Linked DNA regions of Macaca mulatta: region 2 is linked to region 1. Evidence: chromatin contacts called from public Hi-C data. All regions are on one chromosome and are shown on one strand. The core of a region is the stretch at or near the end of the contact, and the rest is flanking DNA. Distances in the headings are between cores, read along the strand shown. Region 1 holds the start of RAD21L1 (RAD21 cohesin complex component like 1). Region 2 holds the start of PSMF1 (proteasome inhibitor subunit 1).

Evidence for each region. Hi-C and Micro-C count contacts between places; a contact is called where the count stands out from the background.
Region 2: a contact with region 1 is called in a Hi-C map of CD4 T cells, with 2.9 times the contacts expected there. The contact joins the promoter of PSMF1 here to the promoter of RAD21L1 in region 1. A contact is called at or near these places in 5 of 14 Hi-C or Micro-C datasets (CD4 T cells, cortical neurons, fetal cortex germinal zone and 2 more).

What each region holds. Positions count from the first base shown.
Region 1 is chr10:82,923,531-82,929,357 of T2T-MMU8v2.0, forward strand. It overlaps RAD21L1 (RAD21 cohesin complex component like 1), which reads right to left and starts at 2,181. Exons shown (of 13, transcript XM_077949060.1): 1 at 1,979-2,181; 2 at 1,685-1,785. The coding sequence starts at 2,181.
Region 2 is chr10:83,016,220-83,022,046 of T2T-MMU8v2.0, forward strand. It overlaps PSMF1 (proteasome inhibitor subunit 1), which reads right to left and starts at 2,897. Exons shown (of 7, transcript XM_001112708.5): 1 at 2,622-2,897. The coding sequence starts at 2,750.

The DNA.
Region 1 (5,827 bases), core at 931-3,430:
CCGGGCGCGGTGGCTCAAGCCTGTAATCCCAGCACTTTGGGAGGCCGAGACGGGCGGATCACTAGGTCAGGAGATCGAGACCATCCTGGCTAACACGGTGAAACCCCGTCTCTACTAAAAAATACAAAAAACTAGCCGGGCGAGGTGGCAGGCACCTGTAGTCCCAGCTACTCAGGAGGCTGAGACAGGAGAATGGCCCGAACCCGGGAGGCGGAGCTTGCAGTGAGCTGAGATCCGGCCACTGCACTCCAGCCTGGGCGACAGAGCGAGACTCCGTCTCAAAAAAAAAAAAAAAAAAAAAAAAAAAAAAAAAAAAAAAAGAACGATAAAAGAAAATCTTCACTTAAAACAAAGAGAAGGAATTAATGCACATTTTTACAAACTGTACTATTCTTGGTAACACCGTAGGGCTCTATTACTAAGCTAAAGATGAGAAGGGATGTTATAGCACTTTGGTTGACTTCTAGGAAAGAATCAAATTATTGCTTACATATAAGTAAATTTACACTGCCACAATAGAAGCTTCTTTTTGCTTCTTTTCTACTTATTTCTACTTAAGAGAAAACTGAGCCAAGACAAACACAAAGTTGGCCACAGAATTAAAAACTTAGGTAAACTTCGATCAGTGTCCATTTGTACCGCAAGAATTCAATCATTATGCCCCAACTAAAGGTGACGCAATCCGCCAAACCACGTTCCCCTACGGGGCAGGTGGAAATTTTAGTGTATATGACTTGTGCCTTGCGTTGGTTCCACTGCTTTCCTTTTTAGTCTGTGTGTTTCGCTATCTCTGAATAAATTCCTATTTATCTTTTTAAATTGCTCCCAGTGGTGTGAGGTACTTTTAAAATGTACTTTTTGGCCTGGTGCAGTGGCTCACGCCTGTAATCCCAGCATTTTGGGAGGCTGAGATGGGCGGGTCACTTTGATGCCAGGAATTGGAGACCAGCCTGGCCAACATGGTGAAATCCCGTCTCTACTAAAAATACAAAAAGTAGCCAGGCACGGTGGCGGGCATTGTAATCCCAGCTACTTGGGAGGCTGAGGTAGGAGAATCGCTTGAACCCGGGAGACGGAGGCTGCAGCGAGCCGAGATCGCACTACTGCACCCCAGCCTGGGCGACAGAGCGAGACTCTGTCTCAAAAAAAATTTTTTTGAGACAGAGTCTCGCTCTGTCGCCCAGGCTGGAGTGCAGTGGCGCGATCTCGGCTCACTGCAAGCTCCGCCTCCCGGGTTCACGCCATTCTCCTGCCTCAGCCTCCCGAGTAGCTGGGACTACAGGCGCCCGCCACCGCGCCCGGCTAATTTTTTGTATTTTTTAGTAGAGACGGGGTTTCACCGTGGTCTCGATCTCCTGACCTTGTGATCCGCCCGCCTCGGCCTCCCAAAGTGCTGGGATTACAGGCGTGAGCCACCGCGCCCGGCCTAAAATGTACTTTTTAAGTGATGGACTTCTTTAAAAAAAAAAAAAAAAAAAAAAAAAAAAAAAAAAAAAAGCAGAAACCCCAAATCCTGCGATTTACTATTCCTGAGACATTGATTTTCCCAAACACATATTACCTACCCTTTTTCCCCTCGCCACAAAATATGCACACAAACTTCCCCCCACCTCACCCCCCCACCACGTCCTGGAGGCTATTTCTATCTCTAGATTGAACTGACTTCGTGCAAAGTGAAGCTAACGGGATGGGGCCAATCCGTGGGAACCTGCCCGGGAAGGGCAGGGTGGCGGCGGTGGCGGGGAGGGAGGGAGGAAGGGGCCGGAAGGAGACCAGGCGGGGACCCTGGGAGAGGGGAGTGGGAGGAGAGGAGAGTGGGGAGAGAGGGGTGAGCCAGAAAGGGCGAGACCCTTCGGGGGGTGAGGGAGGGGAAAGCAAAGTGCTGGGCTGGGAGGAGCTGACGGCCACCCTCAGGGGCAGGGGGACGCCAAAGGCTCCTCCACAGACGACTCCTCAGAATGCAGGGCCGGGTGCTCACAGAGGGAAACTGAGGCCACAGCGCCCATTTTCTTCCTCGTGCGGGCGAGGAGACCCCGGGTCGCGCTCCCAGCCCCAGCTGGGCTGCGGGCGACGACCTTTCTTCCTCAGGCGGGACCCTCCGGGCTTGGCGCCGCGAGCTAACCGGGCGGTGAGGCGCCGTGGCCGGGTGCGTGTGGGGATGTGGGTGGTGGCGGCTCCCATCTCCCAGCCCGCCTACAGCCCTCGGGGTCCGGCCGGCCTCTCAGGCTGCGCCCTACTTTCAAAGCCTGGTCTGAGGTGTGGCGCGCCAGAGAAGGGGGCTGCGAGGAGTCGCCAGGTCAGCGTTTAGAGTCCGGGGCGCCGGGTTCTTGGCGCCGCTGGGCGTCTGCAATGCGCCGCAGGCGCGGGGCGGGGCGTGGAGAAGGCGGGGCAATGGGCGACGGGTGGGACTGACAGGGGATGGGGCGGGGCAGTGGGCGAGGGCGGGGCGTGCAGGGGATGGGGCGGGGTAATGGGCGATGGGCGGGACTGACAGGGGATGGGGCGGGGCAGTGGGCGAGGCGCGGGGCATGCAGGGGATGGAGAGGGACGTACAGGACATGTGGAGGGGCGTCGAGGGGTATGGAGGGGCGGGGCGGGGCAGCGCCTGAGGGACGGGCGGCAGGGGGCGGGGACGGGCGGCAGGGGGCGGGGACGGGAGGCAGGGGGCGGGGACGGGAGGCGGGGGGGGGGAGGGGCGAGGAGGGGCGGGGAGGGGCGGGGAGGGGCGGGGAGGGGCGGGGAGGAGCGGGGAGGGGCGGGGAGGAGCGGGGAGGGGCGGGGAGGAGCGGGGAGGGGCGGGGAGGAGCGGGGAGGGGCGGGGAGGAGCGGGGAGGGGCGGGGAGGGGCGGGGCTGAGGGACGGCGCAGCGGCTGCGGCGGCTGGGGGCTCGGACAGAGTTAGGGCAGTGCGGTAGACTGGAGCGGACTGTGACTGAGAGGGACGAGGGAGCGGGGAGTTGGTGGGGACAGTGGACGGGGCAGGAGGGATAGAAGCAGACAGTGAGCAAGGCGCACCGGTCCTAGCGCGCAGTCTCCGGCTTTGTCCTGGCTCTCGGACCCGAGACACCTGTGCAGGGGCATGATAGGGACCGGGCCTGGGCCCCATAGTCCTGTTGTGAAAGGTGATCCTTTCTGGCTGATCTCTGAACATCCCTATGATGCAGTCCAGTCTGTTCTCTTCCACTTACTAGCTGGAGGTCACTGGAGAAATTCTGTAATCCCTTGAACCTCAGATTTTCTCATCTGTAAAGTGAAAATAATAAAAGTACTTGCGCCGTAGGGTATTGTAAGAAATAAATAAAATGAACCATGTAAAGAGCCAAGCAATAATAAGTGCTCTACAAATATTAGCTATTATTATTATTATTAAAAAGATTATTCACATTGACCTGCCCTTTGGGGACAGCAAATATTTTCCAGCCTGGAATATCATCAGTAGCCAAAGCCAAGTGCTAGAACCTGAGAAAAATCCTGCAAGAGTATCAGGCTGCAAAGCTGGTTTCCTCTCTTGAGTTTGATAGTAAATACTAATAAATCTTGGAGCGTCAATGCCATCCAATATAAGGTTATTGATAAGGTTCAGGCTCCTGGCTGGGCATTTTCATGGGTTTTCTCATTTACTTTTCAAACAATCTCACAAGGCAGTTATTGGTTTTCCCTCTTTTGAATAAGGAAAAGGCTGGGGAAAAAAATAGCAATCTGTTTAGGGTCACGTGGTTGGGAATTGTAGAGACAGGATTCAAATTGAAGTTTAGCTCCCAATTTCTGACCTCAGGAAATGGTGTCACGGCAACCATTCAAGAGGATGTCTGGGAGACACCCTTGGTGCCACCCTCATGTCTACTTTAATGCCAACCCATCAGCAAGCCCATCACTCCACCTTCAAATATGACTTTAATCTATCCCTTCTCAAGATCTCCACCCACTCCACCCTAGTCTAAGCCACCTCTCTCCTGGAAAAGCTCCAACCTCCTGATCGGTCTCCTTCCTGTCACTCGCCTCCCTAAAGCTCATTCTCTACACCAGGGGTTCCCAACCCCGGGTGGGAACAGGGCCGCATAGCAGGAGGTGAGCAGCGGGCGAGCGAACCTAACCGCCTGAGCTTCGCCTCCTGTCACATCAGCCTAGGCATTAGATTCTCACAGGAGCGCGAAAACTGTTGTGAACTGCGTATGCGAGGGATCTAGGTTGCGCGCTCCTCACGAGACTCTCGTGACCCCGCGCCCACCCAGCTTGTGGAATAATTGTCTTTCACAGAACTGGTCCCTGGTGCCAAAAAGGTTGGAGACAGCTGCTCCACACTGAAGCCAGAGGGGTCTTTGAAAAATATAGATCGTGGACGGGTGTGGTGGCTCACGCCTGTAATCCCAGCACTTTGGGAGGCCAAGGCAGGAGTTGCAGTTGCAACTCCTGAGGCCAGGAGTTGCAGACCAGCCTGGCCAACATGGTGAAACCCTGTCTCCACTAAAAATACAAAAATTAGCCGGGAGTGGTGATGGATGCGTGTAATCCCAGCTACTTGGGAGGTTGAGGCAGGAAAATCGCTTGAACCAGGGAAGCAGAGATTGCAGTGAGCGGAGTATGGGCCACTGCACTCCAGCCTGGACAACAGAGAGACTGTCTCAAAATATAGATCAAATCCTATTAAGAGCTGTAGGGTCCAGCCCTACTTGACTTAGCGGGTATTCTCCCCGTGTGCAGAGACAAGAGATTGTAATAAATAAAGACACAAGACAAAGACATAAAGAGAAAACAGTTGGGCCTGGGGGACCACTACCATCAAGATGCAGAGACCGGTAGTGGCCCCAAACGGCTGAGCTCGCTGATATTTATTGCATACAAGACAAGCGGGCAGGGTAACAAGGGTGAATCTTCTAAGTGATTGACAAGGTGAAGCAAGTCACCTGATTACAGGATAGGGGGCCCTTCCCTTTTAGGTAGCAGGAAGCAGAGAGAGAAGGCAGCATACATCAGCGTTTTCTTCTCTGCACTTATAAGAAAGATCAAAGACTTTGAGACTTTTACTATTTCTTCTACCACTATCTACTGTGAACTTCAAAGAGGAACCAGGAGTGCGGGAGGAGCATGAAAGTGGACAAGGAGCGTGACCATTGAAGCACAGCACCACAGGGAGGGGTTTAGGCCTTGGGATGACTGCGGGCAGGCCTGGATAATATCCAGCCTTCCACAAGAAGCTGGTGGAGCAGAGTGTTCCCTGACTCCTCCAAGGAAAGGAGACACCCTTTCGCAGTCTGCTAAGTAAGGGGTGCCTTCCCAGACACTGGCATTACCGCTTGACCAAGGAGCCCTCAAGCGGCCCTTATGCAGGTGTGACAGAAGACTCACCTCTTGCCTTCTAGGTCACTTCTCACAATGTCCCTTCAGCACCTGTTCCTATACCCGCCGGTCATTCCTAGGTTATATTAGTAATGCAACAAAGAGTAATACTAAAAGCTAATGATTAATAATGTTTATAATAATGATTGGTAATGGTTTATGATCATCTCTGTCTAATTTGTATTATGACTATTCTTATTCTAACTATTTCCTTTATTATACTGAAACAGTTTGTGCCTTCAGTCTCTTGCCTCGGCGCCTAGGTAATCCTCCAACCACAACCAGCGGGTTTCCCTTTCAAAGCCTTTTAAGCCTTCCTGTTGTTCTTAGAAAAAAACTCAAACTTCCTCCTAATAACTACAGGGCCCTACATGGTCTTCCTCTTACTTGTAATTCTGGCTTCATTTCATGTGGGTGGATTTACCTTAACAATTAGGAATCTTCAGTTTCAGGACCCTCACTTGCAAGGCCTCCTCCAAAGCCCTGGGAGA
Region 2 (5,827 bases), core at 1,647-4,146, 93 kb after region 1:
CTGGCCCCAGGCTGAAAAATTAAACCTCCTTTTAAATAAACTAACAGGAAAGATGCCTCTCCAGCTTCCACTCTGAATGAAAGTAGACTCAGCAGAAGTGACAGGAGGACAAGTGCAACCTGAGCCCCACTGGCAATCAAGGAGAAAAGGCAGAGAGAAGCAAAAATACACCACGCTCTAGTTTGCAATCCAAACACCCATTCCTTCAAGAGCATGCAAGATTCAGGAAGAAAGGTGGCAATGCCTTACAAAAACCCCATTCCCCAGGGTCCTGGGCCTCCCCAAAGATTTCTGAAACCAGCATCTTTTTCTGGCCTGCAGAAGCTCAAAAAATAGCACCATGAACAGAGAAAAATCAGATGGACCTTGGGGAATTGGTCAAGGCCTTTTTTTTGGAAAAACAACAACAACAACAACAACAACAGAAAAAAACAGTATTAAAATGAGATTGTATTCTTTCTGTACATTTCATCCGAAAATTTTGCAGCCTTGAGTGTATGTAAAGGTGATAATGCCAGCTAAAAGAAGGTGTCGACTTATGTGAACTGATGTTCCCAAACTGTCAAAGTGATTCAACAGGATGAGTGAGGGTAAGAATGGTGGGAGCAGATTCACAGCGATTGATATTTATTTGTGGAATGGCAAGAAGAGAAGGGCATCAGGCACACCCTCTAGAACAAGTTCCGGAGCAGAGGTGGACAGGGTTCTGACAGTGTGGCAGAGTAGAAGTAGCTAGTTAGGGGTATGTAAGGGGAGTGAGGTACATGAGAAGGGACAGTGCAGAGCACAGCTGTTCCATCTGAAGGACAAGAGAGCTGAGGGCCAATGGAGGAGCTCCCAGGTCAAAATCAAATCTTACTCCTCTTCTCAGCCCCACTGTCCCCTGCACCATCCCAGATATCAGTTTCTTTGAAGAATCTACGAAAAGCTGAAATAAAATGACTGGGGCAAGTGAAGAGCTGCTCAAGATTAAAAAGCTGGAGTAGGACAAGTGGGGAGACAAGATTTCTGTTAGGGGGACTATGCACTGAAACAGGAGCCTGACACTGAAATGTGTCTCTACCTGGTACTAAGGTCTGAAATGCTGAAAGGCATTTGGAAGGTATGTGGAATGAAGGGCAGCACAAAGAGAAAGGACAGGGACAGATGTGTTTGGGAAGGTGAAATGGTTCCTGCTTCCAGGTGTGTGTGTGTGAAAGGCTGGCTGTTCTTTTCCATCCTCATCTCCAGTCATAGAGCCCATTTGAGAGATGAAGTATGTGTGAGTTTGGAGGTGGGAATGGGGATCCTGAGTGTGTACCTGGGGTCCCAGTGAGATAACTGAGGTCGGGGGCGGGCAGGGGAAGAGCCAGAAATCCCTGACAGTTCTTAGGCTCTGGTTCCTGCTGAAGGAGGTAAAGTGTGAGAGGGGTATCGTGGTCTTGGTCTTTAGTTCTAAGAGACAGAGAGGAATAGGGACAGCAGTGAGGGGGAGGGGAAAGGGGATACTTGCCTAAGTGCTCAGAATGTACAAAACAAGTTTGAAGACGGGTCCCTAAAGCTGTGTCAGGAGAGGAGAATTAAGACTCTATTTGAGAAGCTAAAAAAAATGATTAGAGGAGTTGAGGGCTGAAGCAGTCAAAAAGGAGAGGAAGGGTGATGGGGTGATCTGTTTCCCATGGCTGGTCTTGGTTCTGAGAGTGAGAGAACAGTGACAGTGAGGGGCACGCATGGAGGCAGGCCCAGTTGTCCCAGCAAGCAGATGTCTAGGATGATGTGGATGTGGGGATGAGGGTCACAGGGAAGAGACAGCAAAGACAGAAGAATGCTAGAGCAAAGAATTAGTGAGGTGGGTTGGGCCCAGCGGTCCTGGAACTCGGTGGGGATGACAACAACGTCCCTAGGTGTAAGAGGTGGAGCCTGGGGATGGGAGTGGAGGGGGCTGGCCCTATGGGGACAGCTATGAGGAGAAAATCTCATATGACTCTCACATCCAGGCTGTATGTGTATACGATTCTAGGGGGGACTGTTTCCTAGAGCTTGAGTTGGGGATGGCAGTAGCGAGTGGACTACGCTGGGCCCTTCAGTAAAGCGTGAAAGGCATGTGAACTCTCTGGGCCCATGCTAAGGGGTGAAAAAAGGGCCGTGGCCTGGGGCTGAGTAGGTCAAAGCTCACTCCCGTACCTGTGCTTGGATCCAGATGTTTGGTGGAGGCTCTAGTGTGGTATGAGGGGGGAACTGAGTCAGTCCCCTCACCCCGAGGCTGGGTGGGAAGGAATTCAGAGGAGATTAGGTGGGTGAGGAGTGCTCTGGGGAGCTAAACTCCTGTCTGGATTCTTTTCCATTCTATGGAATGCTAGGTCCACACAGTCCTGGCCTGAGAGGCTGCCAGGCTGTGTTGAAGCGAGTTTCTGCCCTTGAGTTTACAAATCATGTTGTGCCAGCTGTGCTGTGAGGGACTCTGGGCTGGGTTGGAGCAGGTGAGCAACCTCCGACCCGCAGGTTTTACCAACGCTGTCATGTGCCCCAGGCCCTGCATTGGGAAAGGCGGGGAAATCGGGCGCTCTGGACCAGGCCTCCGGGCCTCTGAGTTTGGACAGAAGACAGTTCCCTCCTCCACCCTGGCCGGCTCCGTGGCGTACCTGGTCACCGACACCCAAGCCGTAGTAGCCGTGTGTCACCATTTCCCAATGCAAGAAGCAGACGAGCGCGTCCTGCGTGCAGGTGATGGCCGGCGCTGCCGATGCGAACAGTACCTCCAGGCCCGCCATGAGCGCCAGCGACTTCGGCGTCTGGAGGAGAGAAGGGGGAGGGGGTAGTGCAGTGAGCCAGCTCCGCGGCCGAGGTAGCTATAACTCCGCTTCACTCCTGCGCTAGCTCTGGCAGAGCCTACACCTGAGACCAAGATGGAGACGCCCGGGGGCGGGGCGGGGCGGGGCCGCCGGAAGTAGCCCCAGGAGCGGGCGCAACTGCGTGAGGCGCGCCGGGCTGGCAACGCGAGCGCAGAACTAAAAGGTTCCGCCAGGGACCGCGCGGGGCGAGACCCCTCAAAGCCGGAACCTGGGTCTTCGCCGCGGCCGACAGGATCGCTTCACGCAAGCACAGCGCCCTCCAAGAGGCCACCTTGCTGAAAGCCAGACTTCCCATGCACAAAATGGGTTATGCTAGGCCGGGGAAGGGGCTGGGAAATGTGGCTAAAATACATTCTTAATAATCGTTAATACGTACGCAGTGCTTACTACCGGCCACATTATTCTGAATGCTTTACTTGTATTCATTTATTTAATCTTCACAACCCAACTCTATGCAGTTGATATTAACGATTAATGTGCCTCATTGCACAGATGAGGAAACTGAGGCACAGAGGGCTAATTTGACCAAGGTGACAACAGCCAGCCGGTGAATGGCTGAGATGGTTACAGGAACCTAGCAGTCTGGCTTCTAAGATAACATTTATTAAGTGTTTATTGTGTGCTACATCCTGTACTAAAACCTTTACATCACCTTCTCAACAACTCTATGATGTACCATTATTATCCCCATTTTGCAGATGACAAAACGGCTGAGAGTTGAAACCATTTTTCCAAGAAGACACAACTGCTGCCGGCAGAGCTGAAGCTCCTGACCCATTACCAAATTTCAATCATTTGTTTGACTACCCCCTTTATGATTTTTACCACCCATTACGTCAACAAGTTTCATGAAATCCACTTATTGTTTTTACCCAAATAAATTTAGTTTCCCCATCCCAGTCACCAACCTGGTCCAAGCTCCTGTCATCTTTCAGTTGGACGCCTGGCATCAGCCTCGGAACTGCCCCATTCCATTCCTGTCTCTCTCTGTACTGCACTTCGCAACCAGAGAGATTCTGTTAGAAAACAGGTCAGATCCGCCGGGTGTGGCGGCTCACGCCTGTAATCCCATCACGTTGGGAGGCCGAGGCAGGTGGATCACTTGAGGTCAGGAGTTTGAGACCAGCCTGGCCAACATGGTGAAACCCTGTCTCTACTAAAAATACAAAAATTAGCTGGGCGTGGTGGCGCACGCCTTTAGTCCCCGGTACTTAGGAGGCTGAGGCGTGAGAATCGATGGAACCCGGGAGGTGCAGGTTGCGATGAGCCAAGATCTCACCATTGCACTTCAGCCTGGGCAACAGAGCGATACTCCGTCTCAAAAAAGAAACAAAAAGAAAAAAGAAAACAAGTCAGATCACATCCCTCGGCTCAAAATCTCACAGGGTTCCCATCACGCTCAATGGAAAAGTAAAGTCCTCCCCGTGGTCTGCAGGAACCTGCATGTGGTCTGCCACCTCCTGCCCCAGCCCTGCCAGTCCTGTACCTCTCTGATTCAATCTCCTTCAACTGTCCTCCCATCCCCTTTATACCTGCAATGACCTTGGCTCCCCTTCTCTCACAGCTACATCTGGTCCAACAGCAAAGCTAGTTGACTCCACTCTCAAAATATATTATGAATCTGACCACTTCCCATCACCTTCACTGCTTCCACCCTGGTCTGATCCTCCAGCATCTAGCTTCCCAACCACTTTCCCTCTTTCATGTGTTCTGTTTAGGCCTTTGCATTCCTCTTCCTGGAATGCTCTTTTCCCAAATATCTACGTGTCTTGCTTCTTCATTTTTAGAGGCTCCATCCCTCACTCCTACCATCCTCAATAGAGGGCTTCCCAGACCATTCCATCCAAATAACCTTCTCCAGTCTTTAACCCCTCTCCTGTTTTTTTTTTTTTTTTTTCCCTGCAAAGCACTAATCATAACTTGAAACTATATTAGGTATTTATTTCTTTGCTTATTTAATGACTGTCTTTCCACTAGACTGTGACAAAGAAACAGGGAGCATGTCTACCTTGTGCACATATGTACCTGAATGCTATCTGGGATCAATCTATACTTATTGAAAGAAAGAATGAATACTGAATGAAGAAATGAATTCTTGTCCTAGCCCCAACCCAATCAGGCCACTCTTATCTCTTTATAGTTCACCACTCCCTTTGTCAGCTGGTCCTGTGCCTCTCCAAATTTTGTGTTCCTAGAGTTTCCTTGAGACACCCAGATTCTTGAACTCCTTCTGCAGAGATTCTGGATGAGAAGGTCTGAGGAAGAGTGCATGTATGTTGACCACATTCTGGACGACACTAAAGCTGATGGCTGTGGAACTCCTCTCTGAGATGTACTGCCTGTGGCATAAAGCTATTTGCCCTTTCTACTGAGAAGTTCTGCACTTTCGGGCTTCCCTGCTTTTGCTTGTTCTGTCCCTTCTGTTGTGATACCCTTATCCAGTTATGGAAAAGTTCTACAGATTCATTCCATCAATAAACTTTGATAGGCTGGGCTGCCATGAACCATAGTGCAGGGTGTCCACTTAAGGTGCCTACTTAGTGGCAGCCCATTCCTAAGTGCCTAGTGTGGGCCAGACACAGATGAACAGGTTCCTGTCCCTATAGGGCTCACTGTCTAGTGTTTAAAAAAAAAAAAAAAAAAAAGCACTGGTCAGGCACGGTGGCTCACGCCTGTAATCCCAGCACTTTGGGAGGCTGAGGCGGGCAGATCACGAGGTCAGGAGTTCAAGACCAGCTTGGCCAACATGGTGAAACCCTGTCTCTACTAAAAATACAAAAATTAGCCAGGCGTGGTGGCAGGCACCTATAATCTCAGCTACTTGGGAGGCTGAGGCAGGAGAATCACTTGAACCCAGGAGGTGGAGGCTGCAGTGAGCTGAGATCAAGCCACTGCACTCTAGCCTGGGTGACAAAGCGAGACTGTCTTCAAAAAAAAAAAGTGGATTTAGGAGCAAAAGGTGTTCCACTAAAAGGAAACAGTATGTGCAAAGGCGT